Linked DNA regions of Mus musculus: region 1 is linked to region 2. Evidence: chromatin contacts called from public promoter capture Hi-C data. All regions are on one chromosome and are shown on one strand. Each heading gives the region's core, a stretch centred on a gene start, on an enhancer-like site or on the middle of the called end of the contact. The rest is flanking DNA. Distances are from core to core; before and after follow the strand shown. Region 1 holds the start of Lhx1 (LIM homeobox protein 1). Region 2 holds the start of Rasl10b (RAS-like, family 10, member B).

Region 1 (4,297 bases), core at 219-2,718, 1.1 Mb after region 2:
TTGCATTTACATTCACAGCACTGGACGCACTTGACGTGCCAGGCCCTGTCCAACACGTTCAAGAGGAAACGGTCCAGGATGGGCCTTTTGCAGCCCGCACAGTGCACCATGGTCTTTGGTTTGGTCCGGTGAGGCCCGGAGCGACAGGGCAATTAGAGTCGAGGGGATGACTTCTGAAGACAACCAGCTCCTCCAAAAAGAAGAAACCCTCTCTAGTTGGGCAAGCAAAAAACCCGTACTAGCAAATCAAAAGGGGGAGAGACCAGGCTGGTAGAGGGCAGCCCCGGAGTCCCGGGGCAACGGGATGGAGCAGCGCCACCTCAGCTCACCGGGCGAGGAAAATCAGTCTCAAGCGGGCTAGAAAGCGGCTCTTCTGCTCAAAGCCCGCGAAGGAGTGAAGGTCACCGTGAGAGGCGGCGGGACGTAAATAAATAAAATGGAAACAGACGAAAAGGAAGACGCCAAGAGCTCAGGATTCGGGAAAGCTGGGTTCTCTCCAGCTTGAGGTAGAGCTGTCAGAAGTCAAAGTGCATCTGCTTTTGTCAGAGTATGAAGGCAGGTTGTGTGCGTGTCAGACTGCCCACCACCGGGTTTTCCCCTTTAAAAAAAACACGGAAAGAAAAGAACACGGGAGTAGAAAGCTTTGGATCCTACATTGCCGGTTTCTTGCAGTGAGTTGGGACGCTCTGGGCGCCCGCGCTGGGCCTGGGGAGGGGGCGGGGGCAGACCGAGGTGTGGGGGAGATGGCGGGTTGGGTAGGATATTTTGTTGATTGTAGTTGTTGCTTAGGTAGCCCCCACCCCTTTGGAGAGTTTTCTTTTTTGTGCCAGTCAAAAATGGAAAGGGACCGTCCGCTTCGGGCGGACGCAGCCGGGCGCACTCGCTCGCTCCCCACCGCCCCAGCCCTGTCACCTCGGCCGGTGGCCTGCCAGGCAGTCTGCCGCGTCCTCCGAGCGGCCCTCCCTGCGCTTGGACTCCTGGGGAGGCAACACGGTCTGGCTCTTCACTGCGCCTGGACGAGCATCCTGGCTTCAGTCACAACTCGCGGCCGCTTGGGCGCGCAGCCTTGCATCGCTCGGCCCACGATCCCGCTGCCTGTGTTCCGGCCCCACAGTCGCTCGACTTTTTTTTTTTTCCTTGTCCCCCCCACCTCTCTTTTTGTGCGGTGGCAAATCTGGGTTTTCTTTCTAGTCTCCTTCCTTTCTTTTTCCCTCCCTTTTTCTTTTCCTTGGTCAACGCGAGAAGCCAGGGGAGGGGGCGTCTTGGAGAGCTTTAGAATGTCCTGGGGCTGCGGCTATAGAAGGCCAGCGGCTGGAACAGTTTGGCGCGGATTGCCGGTGTCGCTGTCCGGCCCGCGGGTTCCTTGTTGGCTCTCCCCAGGCGCGCGTCCCTCGGTCCCTAGTCTCCTGGCCCAGTCTTCCGCGCGTCTCTCCCCAGCTCCAGCGGCTCGGTCACTGCTCCTGGCTGTTGGCTGAGCCCTGGAAGCCCCCTCGCCTTAATGCAGCGCCCGCCGACGTCACGGCAGTCTGTGACCAATCAGCGCCTCGCGGTCCTTCTGTAAACCATTCTGCGTCCCCCCCGGCCGGGGAGAATGCGGGGAGACCGCGTTTAGAGGATCAGTGGCGGCGGGCCCGCGCGGTGCCGGCGACTAGCAGCGAGATGTCCTGGCCCCTTCCAGGTTTGGTAAGACGTCCGTTTCGGCATCAAGGATTGACAGTAGGCGGGAGGAAGCGCGGAAAGGAGGCGCGGAGGAAGTCAGAGTTCTGGGTGGGGGTAAAAGCAAACCTATATATTTAAAAAGACTTGTTGGGATTAGATTGCAGCGAGATCTGGAAGCTTGGGAGGTCCTAGTACACTGGTTTTGCAAATCACTAGGTGTTGATAGCCCGCCCCTTGTTCGTTTGGCCTGGAAATTGCCCCCGGCGTAGCTCGAGTCTAAGGAGAGGTAGGGGGCGCTTGGCAGCGTAATCTCGCCTTCTGTCTGTTTCGGTGCCTCCTCCCCCTGTCCATCCAAAGTCCACCCGGCAGGGAGTCTGGGAGACACGAGTGTCGATCTCCCGCTGCGCTCACTTGCAAAGTTGATTCGGGCGATTTCCTGATGGGGGCGGGAGAAACCGGAGGCCCGGCGCCAGGGTGGGAGAAAGAGTGGGTGGGGAAGCGCTTCGGGTGAGGAGCTCCAACTCTGGCAAGAAGTTGTGAGAAAATTGTGATCCGGAGACACCTTTTACAAACAAAAACAAATGACTAGGTGGGAAACGGCGGGGCTCCCGCAGCTGGGGGGAGGTGGTAGCAGCGGGGGACTGCACCGTAGCAGCAGGGGAGGGAGGCTTGTGGCGCACTGACCGAATATGCCTGGCTCCCATTCCGGTCGTCCCTTTTCCAGGCTTCGAACAAGTTCCTTTCTTCGGACGTCAACCGACCTACCAGAGTTTATTCCTTAGGAATGTTACACTTTCCCAATTCTGTCCACGTTGTAAATTCCTGGCCACCTTCTTTGGGGGACGGCGACGAATCTGCCTAAGTGTGGAAATCGATGCGGGTCCTGAAGGCTTGAGCTTTAAAGAGTATTCTAGTTCCCAGGAGCACTCAAGTTAAGCATAGCAGCCCCCCCTCCCCCAAGCTTAACCCAAACATCTCAAAGTGGTGCCACTTCTGCTCTTATTTGGGGGAGGTGCTAGGAAAGCCCATTTGATCAAACTTGGAAGGACCCTGCAGCCAAATCTAGATGGAATTTCAGAATCTGTCTTTAGAGTTATTTCATCTATGAGCCTAGCAGATCTTCTACAGGGCTAAATTAGGAGAAAAGTGTGCAGAAACGCGGTTGGACTGGCAGTGAATCCGCATCCACTAACACAATACCCTTTTCCAGCGAAGAGAGAAGAAGCTGTTACGAATCTAGCTTTTGTTTGATGAGGTTGTTGGGTTTTTATAGGGCTGTGCCAATGACCCCTTTTCTCTCTCTTGCACCACCTGGCAACCCCGAAACTCATCAGCAGCTCTGGCCTTCCCACCCGCATGATCTTTGCTTTGTAAATCCAACCCGCCACGGCCTGCTTCACACGCCTTCTTAGAGATTTGCTCCCACCCCACCCCCGACCTCTGAGTGCGGGACCTCTAAAGCATTCTCGGTACCCCTGTCCACATACCCATTCCCATGGAGCGGCTGTGGACCAAAGTAGTGCAGCCAATAGTTCTCAAGCATAAATCCCTCTCCTGGTCCTTCCTAGGCTTAGACTCAGGGCTGATCAGGGTAAGAAGGCGACCTTCCCACCTAAAGGGCAGGTTTGGACTGAGCGCCGGCGATTTTCCTGCGAGCCCAACACTTCCTAGAACAAGTCGATTAATACCCAGAATTCAGACACCCCAGGAAGAGCCAAGTGAGGAGCGCGAGATCCTGTTATCCCGAAGACACCCAAGCGGCTGCCAAAAAGAAGGGGCCGTTGGTCCCTTTGCTCTCCATTTCCAGCTGTTCCAGAACTAGCTGCTATCTCTCTGGACTCACCAGCCCCTCTAGGAAATCTGTGAGTCGCCCAGGTCGCCAGCGGCTCACACCCCGCGCTGCTGGGTTACTTCACCTGTAAAGCAGAGGGGTCCGGGAAGGGGGGACTAGGAAATTGCTGTCCTAAGAACCTGTAGGGTCACACTGTACTCTATTGCCCGACTTTTCCGATTGGCATCTTCCTTTGGTAGTGGAGGGGAGATTGTTTAAGTAATTTAGGGTGCGATGACTTTGAGACCCACTTATGGGAGAGAGGGCATCTTTTAGAGACCTGGAGTTGGGGTGAAGACAGGATGCTGGTTTTAGGGCATAGTATTCAGCTGGTCTCCGTGTCCTGATGGTGAAGAAAATGGGCCCCAGAGTCAATTCTGGCCTATGGGGTTTGTGTGTGTGTGTGTGTGTGTGTGAGAGAGAGAGAGAGAGAGAGAGAGAGAGAGAGAGAGAGCACAATGCAAGATGTGTCTCTTGATTCCTTGATTCTATGTTTAAAATCTAGATTTAATTTTTTCACAGTGACAGAACACACAATTAACGTCCTCCATTCCACCGGTTCCACTGAGCTCTTATTTTGAAATGTAATCAGTAGTAGAGACAAGGAGAGAAAACTGACCCAGCTTTCTAAATCTGTCATCTCCGATTCCACCGAGCTCTGCTCTTCGTGTGTATGACCTCTGAAGACGATCCCCCAACCTCCCCTCCTCACCTAGACCTCTGAGCAGTCCACCATCTCAAGTACACCCATTTTCCTACCCTCCATCCTTCAAAGTCACATAGACCCTCTGCCACTTATACCCAGTG
Region 2 (4,387 bases), core at 1,885-4,384:
ATAGCTGGGATGGCACTTGGGAAAGATCACACCTCCCCCGTTGTTACCCATTTCTATCTTCTGAACACTAATCCTAGAATCCCAGCCAGCCCCCAGACATGGTATTAGCAACAAGGATGTTTCTTGAAAAGTTTCAAGTTGGCTTTGAACTTGCCTTCTCAGTTCTCATTTAGCTTTTGCTCTGCTGTTCTTGATGCTGCCAACAAGGGAAAGCCTCAATTGGGGGCTGGGGAGGGGGCAGGGAGACCTAGATTCTTAGTTGAGAAGTGGCTCTGGAGAACTGTTGTTTCCTGAGCATTGTTTGGGAACAAGACTGCCATCTCTAGGATCAAATCCTCCAGGCAGAACCCCAACACCTGAATTAAGAAAGTGTGACTCCCATCCCCCACTGTTGGTAGGTATAGCAGTATAGCATATGGGAGGGTGAAGGCTCAGTATCAGCTGGCTGTCCTTCCACTCACAACCTACTCACAGCCAGCCTCTAATATCCCTGTGAGAGTCCTCAGTTCTGATAGAACAGGGATGGGCCTGGCCCTTGTCTCATTCCATGGCCTGGCTCCAGATGTTACAGAGGGACACACACAATTGCCCTCCCAGAACCTGAATTTGTGAACCTGCATCTCAGCCACTAGGTATCCTTAGCTGAACCACAGCCAGAAGAGGCTCAAGGCTAGACAGATCAAAGGACCAAACCCTTTGAACTTTCCCAGCAAGGTTATTTCTAGTGACAGAGAATGAACAGGCCCAAGTCAGCTCTCAGCAAAGCAAAATGAGTTAACTTCGGGCAAATGTACCATTTTATAAAGTACTACTTTATAGCAGTGCTTTAAATGACATACCACTGACGGCTAGTATGAGGTTTCGTCATCTGTAGGGGACAGCCTTGCTAGGTTTCTTATTTCTAGTCCCCCTCAAGCTGAAATGGACCTATGTCCTGAGGGAAGAACAGAAAGCCTGTATCCTCAGGCAAGATGAGGATGAAAGTTTTTTGAACGCAGTAGGAAAGAGTGTCCTGGATGATTTAACCAAGCTAAGAGGGTGTCAGTGGCTCCTCTGGAATCTCTCGAGTCCAGTCATATCTGATTCCCACCCAGCCCCAAAGCGGTCCTCTGAGAGAGGGCCCCTGACCTTCCCAGTCCTAATCTTGTTGCAGCATTTGCTCCAGTCCTTCTCAAATCCACATCTCAACTCTTGGCCCCACCTAGAATAAATGGAAATGCTTTCCCACAGTGCTGTTCATCCTGAGAGAGATGACCACACACTGGAGCTCCCTGCCAAGTATTGTGAAGACTTCACACACCGAGGCTCATTTAAGTCCTGTCTGCACCAGTGATGGAAAGGACTAGAATCTATTTCAACTGGCACAGGTTTCTTGCTTCAGTCACATAGTATCGGGCAAGACTGGAGTCAAATATGGGGCTCTCTGGCCGGGAAGCACAGTCATATGACCACCATGCTTTCTGCACAGCAGAGTGGAGACAAGAGTTAGAAAAATGCCCAAAACACAGAGCCCAAAGGGAGAAGTGAAGTGGGTTCTGTGAAATAGATGGAACCCATGGTAATAGCTTTGGAGGATTCAGTTCCATGCGGAAAACCCTTGGTGGATGGATACCAGGCTTGTTTCTCCCCACCACTCTAAAGGCATCGAATGCCCAGCGGTGGTGCACTGTTTCAGGGGCCCTTGTCCATCCAGTACAGGAGTGAGGACACTCCTGGTGGTTTGGGTCTCTGAGAGAGAATCATCCTTGTCAACTTCACCAGAGTTGAAGCCATCTTGGAAACACATCTTCGGGCATGTCAGTGTGTTTCCAGGGACGTTTAACTGAAGGGGGTTTTCCACCTGCATCTCGGGCAGCACCATCCCACGGACTGACTAAAAAGGCAAAAGGGGAAATTGAAATTTGAGCTTAACGCTAACGTGCATCTCTGCTTCCAGGCTGCATGCACAGTGCCAGGGACCTCACATTCCCACCACTTTGCCTTCTGGCTACAATAGATGTGTCTATTGTCATCACAATAGCCAAAACTAAGTCGCTTTTGTCAGGTACTTGCCACACCAACAAGAAAAGTAAAACGGGGGTCTTTGAGACCCTTTTAGGGGAACAAGAAGCAGTCAGGGTCATAACCTCTGTCAGCCTCTTCTGACCCCATTCTTCCAGCCTGAAGCATTCTGTCAGGTCTCTGGACTCTCAGTTGCTCCTAGCCTCAGCTGACCTCTCTGAAGTGGCCCACCTGATTTGCCCTCTAAGACCCCTTTTGACTTCACAAAGGAATTTGTCTGTGGCCTCTCCACTGGACTATGTGAGCCCTCTGCTGAGCTTTTCCGAAGCAAAGCTGCCCTGCTAGTGACACAGCCTTAGCATTCCATTTTGCATTTAAGTAAAAGTAGTTACTCATCCTTTCTCAGCCTCAGTGATCTCATCTGTAAAATGGGGGAAACAACCTCCTTCGTGGAATGTTCTGGGAATTTAACTTGAGGATTTAGGCAAAGCTCTTACCACATTGGAATGTTACCTACTGATAAAAATATGTTGGTGAGGACTATTTTAGATTAAATACAAGAGGAACTGCACCCTCAAGCCCTGCAAATGCTGGGATCTCAAAGGAGAGGGATCCGCAGCCTTAGAGGAGTGGAGGTCATGCTTTGGCAGGGGACCAGCTTTGCTTGGCACTAGCCTGGCCTGCTGTTCCCTGCCGCAGTGAAGGGTGAGAGTGACCACCCTCTACTCCGTCCTTCAGGGGTGGAAGAGCAAGAATCTGGATGCCAGCAACCAGGGCAGGACACACGCTGGGCATCTGCCAGTCACTGACTGACTGTATCGGTAAGGGTCAAAAGGACAGCGTGGGGAGGAGGGGACGAGCCCTGCCGAGGGCAGGGTGCGAGGCTGTGTGGGAAGGGAGTCGCAATGAAGGCAGAGGCTCCGGGGCCTTTCTCGTCCCCGCCCCCAACTCGTCCAGGCTCGAGCTAATTTCTCCCAGGGGAGAGTCGCGGGGGTCGGGGGCGTAGGGGAGGATTGAAGGTTGAGGTTAGGGATTGGGGAGCTGGTCCCGCGGCGCCCCAGTGAATCCGTCGGGCTCGGGGACCCAGCGGAACCCCCCGCGCCCGCCTCCCCCTCCGCCGGCGCGAGTGGGGCGGCGCGCTCCGCAGGGCGAGCAGCTGAGCGACCCTCGGTGCTGCGGCCCCCCGCGCCCCAGCCCGCCGCGCCCGGGCCGCGGGCGGCGCCCCTCATCCTCCCCCCGGGCGGGGGAGCCCAAGGCAGCGCCGGAGCCCGGGGGGAGCGCGGCCGCGCCGGCCAGGGCAGGGGGCAGGCAGCCGGGACGGCCCCGGGTAAGCGGGAGGAGGAGGAGGAGCGGGGCGACCGCGGGGTGAGGGGCAGCCCGGGGAGGGGGCAGCGGGCAAGCCGGAGTGGAGCTGGAGCCGGCAGCCAGCGGGGCTCCTGCAGCCCCCACACCTGCCACCGATCGGGTCACTGGGAGCCCGGCATCCGCCGGCGCCCCCACCCCCACGCGGACGTGGTAGGGACTCACCACCCGAGGACGTACGGCCCGGCCTTTAGGATCCTCAGAACCCCCGACCTTCCCAGTGTGAGGTAGAGACCCAAGATGTCCAGGCCGGGGAAGGGACTAAAAAGAGACTGTGGCCCGAGTGTGTGACCCCTGCCTCTTGCCGGGAGCTGTCTGCAGACTCACTGCAGAATGCAGGCCCTGGGGAAGCTCAGGGGGCCTGGGCCCTGCTTCCTGGGACAGACCTTTCACCCCCACATAACTAGGCATGTGGGCTTAGTAAACTGCTTAGACCCAGGACTTGTGCCTGGGAAGAACTGAAGGGGCATCTGTTCCCTCTGAGTTGGGGACAGGGCCACACTTAGGCCTGGTAGCTCCAGAGGCTTGCCAGTGCATAGGGGGCTGTTCTTGTACCCACTTCTTGACTCCCAGACTGTACCTGGTTTTCGTGTCTGCTACTACTCAAAAAGAGTTGGTTTGGGGGCTTGAGAATCTGCAGATAGGATACATCCTGAAACCTCTGCCACACCCAGAGTGAGTCCGTGTTCTTCTTTCTTGCTCTTTGCCCTCTCGAAGGCCCAGGACTCCCCCATCCCCACCTGCTCGTGCTGTTATGTAATTAACCCAGCTGAGCCTCTTTGCTAAGCTGGCAGCATCCAGGGATGCCCCAGAGGCCTAGGGACCTGAAGGGTTGTGCGTGGTGGTAGCGTTAGTTTTGTCTCCGTAGGAAGCAGGCTCAGAGGAGCACCTGTTGGGGAAGGGACATGCATGAGGCAGGCACAAGAGAGATTAGAGTCCTAGTCTTAGCTAAGGTGGCTTCCTTCCCTAAGTCTCTGGGTCTTGATTTATTGGTGATGGATTTTTGTTCTTCAATAAAATGAAA

The links. Promoter capture Hi-C pulls out the DNA fragments that hold promoters and counts their contacts.
Region 1: a promoter capture Hi-C map of embryonic stem cells shows a contact between it and region 2, with 6 times the contacts expected there. The contact joins the promoter of Lhx1 here to the promoter of Rasl10b in region 2. A contact is called at or near these places in 1 of 39 promoter capture datasets (embryonic stem cells) and 1 of 9 other capture datasets (adipose tissue).

What each region holds. Positions count from the first base shown.
Region 1 is chr11:84,524,066-84,528,362 of GRCm38.p6, forward strand. It overlaps Lhx1 (LIM homeobox protein 1), which reads right to left and starts at 1,469. Exons shown (of 5, transcript NM_008498.3): 1 at 1-1,469. The coding sequence starts at 110. Lhx1os (LIM homeobox 1, opposite strand) reads left to right here and starts at 1,595. Exons shown (of 4, transcript NR_038057.1): 1 at 1,595-1,683.
Region 2 is chr11:83,406,554-83,410,940 of GRCm38.p6, forward strand. Rasl10b (RAS-like, family 10, member B) reads left to right here and starts at 3,135. Exons shown (of 4, transcript NM_001361568.1): 1 at 3,135-3,328.